Linked DNA regions of Danio rerio: regions 2 and 3 are each linked to region 1. The links are chromatin contacts, called in public Hi-C and HiChIP or PLAC-seq maps. All regions are on one chromosome and are shown on one strand. Each heading gives the region's core, a stretch centred on a gene start, on an enhancer-like site or on the middle of the called end of the contact. The rest is flanking DNA. Distances are from core to core; before and after follow the strand shown.

The links. Hi-C and Micro-C count contacts between places; a contact is called where the count stands out from the background. HiChIP or PLAC-seq counts read pairs in DNA pulled down with a chosen protein or histone mark.
Region 2: a contact with region 1 is called in an H3K4me3 HiChIP or PLAC-seq map of gastrula embryo, with 5 times the contacts expected there. The contact joins the promoter of nkrf here to the promoter of atp11c in region 1. A contact is called at or near these places in 2 of 4 datasets of contacts at active chromatin or transcription factors (embryo and gastrula embryo).
Region 3: a contact with region 1 is called in a Hi-C map of embryo, with 2.9 times the contacts expected there. The contact joins the enhancer-like site here to the promoter of atp11c in region 1. A contact is called at or near these places in 3 of 18 Hi-C or Micro-C datasets (caudal fin and embryo) and 1 of 4 datasets of contacts at active chromatin or transcription factors (embryo).

Annotation. Positions count from the first base shown.
Region 1 is chr14:37,173,787-37,177,873 of GRCz12tu, reverse strand. It overlaps atp11c (ATPase phospholipid transporting 11C (ATP11C blood group)), which reads left to right and starts at 2,356. Exons shown (of 32, transcript XR_012389830.1): 1 at 2,356-2,888.
Region 2 is chr14:37,397,374-37,401,460 of GRCz12tu, reverse strand. nkrf (NFKB repressing factor) reads right to left here and starts at 2,333. Exons shown (of 3, transcript NM_001004499.3): 1 at 2,021-2,333; 2 at 1,712-1,836. The coding sequence starts at 2,250. It also overlaps a transcript of inppl1b not described here.
Region 3 is chr14:37,352,504-37,356,590 of GRCz12tu, reverse strand. It overlaps inppl1b (inositol polyphosphate phosphatase-like 1b), which reads left to right. Exons shown (of 27, transcript NM_001039135.2): 12 at 1,505-1,701; 13 at 2,071-2,188; 14 at 2,355-2,451. Among named protein-coding and RNA genes, the nearest start is that of inppl1b, 17 kb to the left of the region's middle. Within about 2 kb of position 2,415, at least 30 of the 62 cell types and tissues checked have an H3K27ac peak or open chromatin away from gene starts, as enhancers often do. A contact at or near this core is called in caudal fin, where this site is marked.

The DNA of each region.
Region 1 (4,087 bases), core at 1,107-3,606:
TTTATTACCTTTGCTGAGGCTTGATCTCTTTCAGAACTTGCAGGTTTTTATGGAGCTCCGAATTAACAATGCACTGCATAACCTATTTAACTTTAGAAACACATAAAGAAAAAAATGAGGATAATCTTCTATAAACTTCTGCAACGTTTCTACTTTTTGTATTATTAGTTATGTAAAATCTCTGTCCATTAAGACAATCCCCCTTTTTCTTCAATGCATTCAAAATAATGATTGCATTTTCTCATTGATTTCATGATTCAACATGACTACATTCATTTTAATTCAGCAATTTATATTTAAAAGGTAATTAATTAAACTAAAAAGTAACTAGCATTACGTTTTTAAAAAAGTAACTCAGATATTTTTACTTTATTTTTTTTTAAGAAATGCGTTTAACGTCAACCAAACACTGGTGGTTACAACTGACAATCCAAATGTAATCCACATGGTGGGGCTGTTTCAAAAAATATAAAGGGTCAGAGAGGACATTCATTAGTTATTTTAATAAAATGCACCGAGACCATGCAGTTTAACACACGCAATGTTTTTTGCAATACGACTGTTATGATTTAGGCCACTTACACTGTGATTCACTCGACCCAAAATATAAAAAAAATAAAGATTCAATGCAGGTGAAATTAGTAAAAAAAAAAAGAATAGGCTACATATAAGAATTTTCTTTCTGATTTTTAATTTCTTGTTATCTTCACCACTAGCTTGCTTGATTTGTGACTTGTGGAACTGCGCGTTGATGGATTTGCTTTGCAGTGTTTGGACTTTCAGCAGTGAAAATTAAACCACACTGAACTAAACTGAACTTCAACTCTGAAAACTGGACTGATTTACTAGAACTGCTAAGCTGCTTTGACACTATCTACATCGTAACAGCATTATATAAAGAACATGAATTTAATTGTTATAGCTATACACTATAAGGGCCCTAATGAAAAGATGAAAAAAAAAACCATAAGTTCAAATTTCCACAAAAACTACCATTAAAACAGTAAAACTTTTTACCAGAGCATTTTAATGACTTCTAATGTGTTTCGGCACACATTAGGGTTTGTTTAGTGGTTTTAATACCACCCATGGGGACCATTACAATTTCAATTAAAACCAATACAATTACCATTATAACCATTAAAACCATTATGCATTCTATGAGATTTTAGATTGTTTTCTTTTCAGCAGGGGCATCTGAAGAAATAGGGGTTTGGTGATGTTGGAAGGTCTGTTAATGTAGAGTAAGATGTGTAATTATGAATAAATAAATCTATTTGATAATAAAATAAATAATAAAAATTATATATATATATATATATATATATATATATATATATATATATATATATATATATATATATATATATATATATATATATATATAAATAAATGTACATTTTTATCGGGAAGCTATACAATATTATATTTGTGCATAAACATTAGATTAGTCGGTACTGAAGCCAAATCTGGAGCTTATCTATCAAAATAACTTACAATAAAAGCCCAAAAACTAGTACACCCAAACTTATTTATTATACAAAAATATTAAATGCAAATTTTAAAAAGAGGACAAATCAGGAGAAGATTTTTTAAAAACAATTTTGATTAAATTTTGTAAGTTGTATTTTTTGTATTTTTTCCACAATGTTTTGCTTTAATTTCATTGTGTTATATTTTAATTTTTAAATATGTTTGGTAACTAAAATATTATTTTTATAAATGTTTAATAAATCTGCTTTGTTTAAATATTCATTGTCAAAATGGGGGTGTACTTAATTATGCTGAGCACAATATAAAAATATTTTTTTGTATTGAATGTCAAAAATATATTAGCTATGACAAATAAACAAATATAATAAATAAATATTAAATTAAATGAATAATACAATGTGAAACATTTAGCCATTAATATTTTATTTCCATGAATAATATAGATTGTGCTACTTGGGTCTTTTCCAAAGATACTTTTAACAATTTTTTGGATGGAGTCCATTGCATCTAAATGTACAAATTATAAAAATACCTCCTGATATTAGTCACTTTTAACCTATTACAAAATAAATCTCACAACTGTTTTGACTTTATAAAAAAATTGTGCTTCCAATGCTTTAACATATTGACAACTAAACAATAACGTTACCCTGCTGCAGGAAGTGAATAAGCAAAAGAGGAGCATATCAAGCCAATCACCACCTGAACATATATTTCCAAATTAACACGTTTCTTTTTGGAAGAACTGTAAAAAGAAACAGTATCTTTTCCGCCAAAAATACATTTCCCAGAAAACTTTGCGTCAGCCACGGAGGGGCGGGGCTTGTCGTCGTAGCGGCTCTTGCGTTAGGAGAGTAAAATGTGTTTGACAGGAATCTGAACGAGAGGAGGGGGCGGCGGCACACGAGTGGAAATCCGCACCTTCAAGAGATCGCCATCACTTTTCTCCCCCTCGTCAATCTCCAGTCGCGTGCGGTGCGTTAACGGCGGGGAGGCGAATGCGGTGAATTATTAGGAGGCTCAGCAACAGGGCACACAGAGTACAGGATGCCGCTGAGTGAATCGACCCCGCGCGCGGGGAGCTCCCGCGACTAGCGCCGCGCAAAGTATCCAAAAACGAGAATGCGAATGGTTAGAGAAGACAGCATTCAATTAATATGGAAACGATGTAGCTTCACCGCCGCATTGCATATAGCTCGGGGAAACAGGTTAGAAAGTAGATAGCTAAACAAGGCGCATTTTGCCGTCATACATGCAAACTTAACGTTACTCATCCTCGAGCTCAACTAGCCTGTAGTTTGGCCGCAACAAAAGGAACAGCTGCTCGACAGCGTCTTCAGATACCAAAGAAGACGGAACAACTGAAGATGTTACGGAGGAGGCTCAACCGATTGGTATGTATGGCACTCTGCTGCCGCTCACTTACATCTCACTTAAATCGAGCAGGTCTATCGAGGCAACATCTCAGTTTGTGCACAAGTTGGACGGCTTATTTAAAAACCAGGGAGCCACCCTGCAGAAAGAGCTCCTCTGGCTGACCACAAGAGTTTTTAACACCACCAAAGCTGTAATTACTTGAGGTATGCAGGCAACTTCCTGGTAACATGGACCAGCTGTTGCTAAGTGAGTCGTGTCACGCATATTAGCCATTCAAAGCGCGAGTTTATAGGGTTTAGCAGCTGGAAAATATTTTTTAAGAAGTTGACAGTCACTTTTGATTGAGCCTGGACACGTTAGGACTGGGGTTTAGACGCTGACGACGCCTCTTCTGTTGTGAAGATAATGGTTTCAGGCAGCTACTTCTGATGTGTTCTGCCAATTTTTTTTAAGTTAAGCTGCATTCCTGATAGTGTTAATCAAATAATACTGCTCGCTCTTGCAAGCTAAGCCCTTTACGTGTTGTACTTGAATCCAATAATTAATTTCCTAATGCCCTTCATTGCTGTCGCAACCTTTTAGATGGAAACTTTATTTGGGCACGTGATGCAGTAATTCTGCTTTTACCACATAATTGCAGAGCATCAGGGCAGAGCTCTTGAAGTTGAATGCTGGCTTTAAGATGAAGCCTTTTTTTAGTCTCAGCCGTTTTGGTCTGTGGTTGTGGGAATACTTGTAATCAAATTTCTCCCTGCTTTTGCTTCAATTATTGTTGTAATTCACCATTGCAAATGAATTCAACACGCTCCTCGTGTGCTTGAACTAATGCTTCACCTAGAAATAAAACAAAATATTTACTCACCCTCATGCGATTCCAGACTAACATAAATGGAGATAGCATGAGTTATTCTTCACATTCATTGCATGAATAAAAAGAAATGCACGGAAGAAAGAATCTCATACACGTCTGTCGGAACATGCCAGTGAGCAAATGACTGCACCATTTTCATTTGGGTGCACTCTCCATTGTTAAAGTGTTGGTTTTATTATGTTTGATTGCGAGTTACTTGTCTCATTCGTTAATTTAGGGTCAGGGTGACCAAACCACATCATTGTTTGGGTTGTTATATTTGCATAAGTTTAATATTTGGTCATGCTTTACCACTTTAATTCTAGTCGTTAGGTCTATGTTACTGAAATGTACAATTTTCTGTGA
Region 2 (4,087 bases), core at 1,084-3,583, 220 kb before region 1:
TACTATATATCTAGTAGACATATAGTAGATATTTTATGATGAAACGTTTTCTAAAGCAAATAAATAAAATTATCATGTTACAATGAATCTTGTTTAATTTGAACCTTGTTTAACATAAGTGGGGCTGCACAATTACTCCAAAAAAATCACAATCTCGATTTTATCCAACACACAATCTTAATCCAGCATCTCTACAATTTAGCCAATTATATGTTCAAGTTCAGAGAGAAGAGTAAAGGCACAAGTCACACAAGTCTTGATATTGTTTTATAGATATTACTTAGTGACATTGACACCACCAAATGGTGTTAAAACTGTCACATAATGTATTTATAAAGTATAAAGCACAAAGGGTTGTGTATGAATATAAATGTTTACTGGGTCAGTAAACCTACTCTAGCCTATATAATGTTGAATATAATGCAGGAGGGAATCTGATAATGACAAATGTTTCCCTTTACCAGTGAAGAAAATGGTCTAATAATGTTGTGAATGACAAGCACATGTATCAATTATAATAATTCTACCTCAGAATACTGAATAGCTGCATTTTGATGTCATCACTTTACTGTGCATTAACAACCGGGACCTACATTAAAGTCTATTCAAGTTCACCATTCAAAGTCTATGCAAAGTATAGCATTTTAACCAACAGTAGACCTACACATAGGTCTAATATTATTATTGTACCATGTGTTTAGGTATGACAAGAATAATAGCCAACTCATATTAACCTTTATTTTACATCGACTGAATCATGAGAAAATTGTGAACTTAATTTCAAGAAGAAAAAATTTGTGATTCTCATTTTAACCGAAATCATGCAACCCTAATAATAAGTAGCATAAACATATCTGTCAACCCTCCCGTTTTTCCCGGGATTCTCCCGTATTTTACAGTTCTATCCCGTCATCATCCCGTAAAGGGATTTTTCCTTTTTCTCCCGTATTTTCAGTGTTTCTCTGAAGGGTGGCAAGAAACATTAAAGAGCCGAGCCTCCCTATACGCAACCCATACCGCCAAACCATCAGGGATCACCCCTTGCTCTTAAAAGTGAGCCTGTTCTGTGCTTTCGCCTTGTTTAGGCATGAAAATGCTTTGAAATAAATATAAAAATGAAAAAAAAAATGGAGCGAAAGTCTGGCTTTTGGGTGTGTGTTTTAACAGACATATACACGTAATTAATAATAACATCTAAAGATGTCGATCTTGGTGTTTTTTTTTTATTCAAACACAACTAATTTTGTCTTAAATGAGCATAAAAAGTTAGGAAAGCAGTCAAACACCTTCATTATTCATTAATATAATGAAGGCATTTGACTGCTTTCCTAACTTAGATGTGTGGATTTCTAAAGTGACACCTCTGTTATTTAATGTGATCAAACGAAAAAATCTAATTAAATCCCTTATTATGGTGGGCATATCTCTTATTTCCACATCCCAATGTTGACAGGTATGAGCATAAACTATGTGGTAACATTGTCTTCAAAGCCTTTGCTATGCATCGTTTCATCTGACATTAGGCAGAATGTAAATTAAACATGTTTTCTTGGTTTTTGTTTAGTTTTTGTTAAAATACTGACATATACACCGTATCTTACAATTCAGCCAAACACACTGAGCTGAGCTTTTGTTTAAATCACACAACACCTAGCCCAAGTTAGGTTCAGTGTTACATGTCGTTTGTAAATACTAGACTTGGTGAACTTACTTCCATCAGATGAACACGGTCTCTTTTTGGCTTCAGCGTTTGGGACTAGTTCATATGAGGGCATTTCGCCAAGATCAATCCCTTCTGCCATCTCAAGCACCTTGTCCATCAGTTGAGAGCCATACCTGCCCAAAGAAAGAAAGAAACGCCATAGCATTGACCAACGAGAACCATGAGCATAACATTGAATTCAAGGTGATCTGTATGGCGCCACATTATATAACCGAAAACACGACATAAAATTAACCTCTCCGCTACTTTTGTGACACGAGCATGCTCTCAAACTTTACATTCAATTTCAATTCCTACCTGCATCCCAGGAAAACATGGTTAACCCACACCATCGACAGGGCCAGCAGCTTATCAAGCCCATTTTCGTGCTCGTACTGCTCAATGTGTTTCAATATGAACTGACGTCTAGCAGACCAATGCTTGTCACTTTCGAACTGCTGACGGAAGTCATCGACATTACACGTCCAGCGGCGAAAACCAGCGGGTTTGCTAGAAACAAACTGGTCCGGTGAATGAGGTCTGAGCATCCCGGTGGTCGACAGTAGCGAGAAGCTAACCGGAAACAACGTAGCTACTAGCTAGCACAGTGCATGCTGGGAAAGCACCCAATGCGCTCAATGGAGAGCTGATTCTGAATATAAGACAGCTTGCTGATGCATATTAAATAATGTAATTAATATGTATTAATTATATAGATAATCATAGATTGATTTGCATGACGTAAATATGATCTAATAACTATCGTCCGGTCATCTGACATCATAGCAGATTTCGTAACTGTCCGTCTGCAAAACTTTCATGACATTTCTCACACAAAACCAAGTTGTTTTATATAATATATCTTTAAATTAACCCCTACACCGTTCTATAAGTGTAATTCCATAAATTCGCTAGCCAATAGTCTTTACGTGACGCAGTGTATTTGATTTCACTGCTATTCACTGGTTATTTATTTTCATTTACACGGATGCTATGGCGGTGTATAACGTTACGTATACATATCAAAACTGAAGTATAAGCTTACCTTTGTCGTACATAAGCTCGGTTTTGTTGTCCTTGAATGTGTAAAGTCGCTGCGGATTGAGGTCCAAATGATTCGGACGCACAAGCAATCTGACAGGGCTAAAGCTAATCCACTGCTAACACCAGGAAACGGCTCATTTATTTATCCGTTCAGCTTGAACGGCGACTCACCAGTGTCACACACTGTTGTCTTTTATCACATTATTATTATCCACAATACATATTTGATAACATTGTTATAACATTGTAACGTTAGTTCATCTTAAATTGGAGTTTTAGATCAATTTATTTCAAATTCTACAGTTTATGTAGGCTTTTCAATGGTACAAAATTATACTTTTGGTTTGCGTTTCTTGATTATGTTGTACATAGCAGACAGCTAACAGATGCACTAAAAAAATAATCAAAGATGATTCCTTGGATTTACTTTTTTTTAAGCTGAGTGGTTGTAAACTATTAATTTTGGTTGAATTTAAAAAATAAATTAAGTTGAACATTACTAAATTTAATTTGATTAAATTCAACTCAAACTGCAATTTTGTAGAATCAGTTTTTTTCAGTGTACATCTTTTGATTTTGAGTACATTGCTGATAATATCAGCTCTGGAGACAAGTCTTAGAGTTATATTCGGTGGATTTGTCAATGACATTATACAATGTTTTAAGTCAAATTAATTAGTAATGATAATTTCATTCATTCATTTTCTTGTCGGCTTAGTCCCTTTATTAATCCGGGGTCGCCACAGTGGAATGAACCGCCAACTTATCCAGCATGTTTTTAAGCAGCGGATGCCCTTCCAGCCACAACCCATCTCTGGGAAACATCCACACACACTCATTCACACACTCACACACACACACACACACACACACACTACGGACAATTTAGCCTACCCAATTCACCTGTACCACATATCTTTGGACTGTGGGGGAAACCAGAGCACCCGGAGGAAACCCACACAAATGGGGAGAACATGCAAACTCCACACAGAAACGCCAACTGAGCCAAGTTTCGACCCAGCGACCTTCTTGCTGTGAGGCGACAGCACTACCTACTGCGTCGCCTAATGATAATTCCTAACAAGAATACTAAAATGTAGAATATTTAAACATATTTGCAGAAAACGGCAGAAAAAGTAAAATTTTCAGAAAATGTTCAGTTTTCCAGGATATAAATATTTTGGGAAAACATGTATGTACACATTGTCCCCAATATATTATATATTGACCTATTGTTGTTTTCTTTAAAGGGCACCTATGATGAAAATCATCTTTTGAAAGCTGTTTGGACAGAACTGTGTGTTGGTAAAGTGTAAGTAAGTCTCTTTTTTAAACTTCATG
Region 3 (4,087 bases), core at 1,166-3,665, 180 kb before region 1:
AGAGGGATCGTCTCAGTTTCCAAATATACATAAATATATTTACATGACATATGTAGCATAAACAAATTAACATTAAAGATGACAGTATTCACGTTTTTACAAAGTAAGTGTCATGAATATATGAGTTAGAGATGAAAATTTCCAAAGGTAAAATGCTAGATTCCCAAGAGTCTTAAAATAGGTCCCCATGTGGTTTCAGCTTTTTTCTGTGAAGTTTCAAGACGTAGTCGTTCCATTTGAATAACATAAAGCAGCTCATTCAACCATCTCTTAAAACAGGGAGCCTTTGGAGACTTCCAATCAAGTAAGATCATCTTTTAGTTGTAATCATGCCAACCATCAGGGCTTGCTGATGAGTTGATGGAAAGGTGTCTATTATGTTTGAATATCCAAAAATATTGCAATTGTAGTCAGGTTGGATAGTGGTTAAAAAAGAACCACAACATGCAGCACACACCCATTTACTGACACTGCCACAAAATGTATGAATGTATTAACACTTCATTTGTAATCAAAAGTTATCATCATTTGTAATTATAATTTTACTGACTTTAGAACTTGTAATCAAATTACATGTTGTAAATGTAACATGTAATGCGTTTCAATACTGTGTTTCTGGAAAATTTAATTAGAATACAGTAACAAATTATAGACAAAAGTTTATGATCCACTAGAAGTAAGTTGTGGTATCTGTAATATTTCTTTATTTATTGTATGTGACCTCTGGTAAATGGGATGATCAGTAAGAGAGTGTCTGGTCTGGAACCCATACAACAGATCCTAAGGGCACCAATATTTAGTTTTTTAAAGGAATAAAACCAAGGCTGTAAGGAATATTAGTGCACTGCATTTAGTAGGTTGTGCTTCAGCCAACAAAACAATAAAACAGTTTATAGTTCAAATGTGCCTGAATACATACTATATAGTAGGCCAAAACAGCAAGATAGCGGAGTAATATATATATATAACATTGATTATATTCATTCCTTAATTTTCTTTTAGGCTTAGTCCCTTTATTAATCTGGGATCACCACAGCGGAATTAACTGCCAACTTATCCAGCATATGTTTTATGCAGCGGATGCCCTTCCAGCTGCAACCTATCACTGGGAAACATCCACACACACACATACACTACAGATAATGTAGGTTACCCAATTCACCTATACCACATGTCTTTGGACTTGTGGGGGAAACTGGAGCACCCACGGGAAACCCACACAAACATGGGGAGAACATGCAAGCTCCACACAGAAATGCCAACTGACCCAGCCGAGGCTCAAACCAGTGAACTTCTTGCTGTGAGGCGATTGTGATACCCACTGCACCACCGTAATGCCTAATTGTATTCTTTAAAGTGAAAAGTTTCGATATGACCAGCAAGTTTTTTAAGATACGTACTTTGGCTGTGTGTTTACATCATGGATTAATAAGCTGTAATTTTAGGGTGAACTCTAATTTAAAGCAGCAGAAGATTTGATCGTTGTTCTGTGTTTTGCCGGCAGGGGGCACTCCGCCACCCGGTTCACTGCAGTCTTGGGTTACATGCAGTGGTTTGGGTCTCACCCCAGATGAATCCATCAGCTCCCTGCCTCATGATATTTATGCAGTGGGCACTCAGGACAACCCGCAGGGAGAGAGAGAGTGGGCTGAACACATCAGAGCCACACTGCGCACTTCAACCAACATCGATTACAAACAGGTCTGACCTCAGAAAGTCACAATCCTTACAGTTTCCTCACATTTTAAAGTGATTAGCTATCATAACATGACGGTTCATTCACAAATAAAAACATACTTCATCTTCATATGTTTCCAAGCATGTTTCTTGAGTTTCCAATTTTAAGATAGTTTCCTCTGTTTGACACAAACGAAGTTATTTTGAGGAATGTTGTAAGTAACCAATAATCCATAGTATTTTTCATACCACAGATGTCAATAGCTACAAGTTTCCAACATTTCTCAAAATATCTTCTTCTAAGTCAAACAGAGGAAACTAGCTGAAACGGGAAACTAGCTTGCTTCTTATAAAAGGAGTGTGGGTTGTGTGCGTTTTGTGTTTCTCCGGTAGGTGGCAGTACAATCCCTTTGGAACATCAGACTGGCTGTGTTTGTGAAGCCGGAGCATGAAGCGCGCATCAGTCAAGTAAACACAGCGAGTGTAAAAACTGGCCTGGGGAACACACTTGGTAAAAAATCTCTCTTTCTTGAACAAACATGCTAGCTAACTCTCCCTTTTTGTATCCTTTTTTATCTGTCTTAAATCAATGGCTTGTAGTTAAGCTTAATAAACAGTGATAAATCAGTCATATTATTTTAGACCAGATTCATTGATTTTTGTCTCGGTGGTTACAGGAAATAAGGGAGCAGTAGGAGTTTCTCTTCTCTTTAATGGCACATCAATGGGCTTTGTGAACTGCCATTTGACATCTGGAAGTGATAAAGCACTGAGGTATTTACACACGTCTTTATAGAGAGGATCTCAATCTTTTAAAGAACTCTTCAACTATTAAAAATAATACAATGCTGACTGCTAACAGCCCTACACAAAAAGTAGTGTAAATATCATTCTTAAGCCTGGAATAGTTTATATAGCTTTTAAAAAAATGTCTTTGTAAAGCTCTAGGAATCGCACACTTGTCGACTTTCTAAGATGTTCAAGATGTTCAAATTGTTATGAGCACAATAAACACACATACCTCATTTTTTTGGAGATGGATGACAAACTTAGAACAATGTCTTGTAAAATCAGATTTAAACATAAAGCATGTCTGATATTCTCAGATGGAATAAATGTCTGATGCAAAAGAAAATCAGAGTTTGTGCCTATTAAACACTATGATTTTCTGTGAAATCAGACCTTTGCCACCATTATGCGTTTAGTTTATACTTAATCTTTTGAAATAACCTCATTTTTACTGAGCTATAATATTTGTTTGCTTGATAAAAAGTCCAAATCTGAGATCCCAGAAATACTTTGGTATTAACACAATCAGTTAATTAATTGATGAGTTGATGATTCAGTTTATTAATAAAAGTTCTTGTATATTTAGGTTTATTTAGGGCCAAAAAAATGCAGACCACAATGAAAACTTTTGAGAACACTGTTGTACAAGACCTGAAAGAGGTGTTTTATTACTCACACTTTACAATAAGGTTCTATCAGCTAATGTTAGTGTGTTTAATAACATGAACTAATAATGAACACTACTTGTACAGTATTTATTAATCATAGTTCAACATTTACTAATGCATTATTTATTTTTTTAATAATAGTTTATACACTCTGAGTTAACATCTTTTAACATTATCAACTTTAAAGAAGATGAATAATATTGTAATAAATGTTTTGTTCATTGCTTGTATATGTTAGTAGATACATTATCTATTGAAACCTTATTGTAAAGTGCTATCATGTTATTAGATTTCATTGTTTCATTAATTCGTTCATTCATTTTCTTTTCGGCTTCGTCCCTATATCAATCAAAGGTCGCCACAGCGGAATGAACGGCCAACTTATCCAGCACATGTTTTTTTAAGCAGCAGCTACCCAGTGCGCCCACTGGGTTTGTTTTACAAAATGTAATTATTTAACCAAATTTATTCAACAAGGACACATTAATTTGATCAAAGGTGACAGTAAATATTTATAACTTTACAGAAATTTTTCCAGAAAATATAAATCAAATCTTATTTTTAACTTAAGATAAAAAAAACGTTATATTTTTTAAGGTTATAATGTGATTATTTATAAGTTTTTTATAAGTAAAAAACAGAACAAAAACATATAAAATCTATTATAAGTTTTACGCAAATGATAAGGAAAAAATACAGAAAAAATAAATAAGTGAATTAATAAAAAAAACAATAAAAAACAAAAACAAAGTAATAATAATAAAAATAAAAAAATAAAACAAGCACCAGTCCATCCAAACATGCACCATATAGAGTAAATAATAAACATAATTTACTTTATCCAACTCAAAACATTGAAAATGGAGTGGAAAAGTAAGAGTAAAATTGTTCATGAATCATAAGTGCCCTACTTTTAAGTCATAAAAAGATACGCAAGGAAGAGGCCATAGATT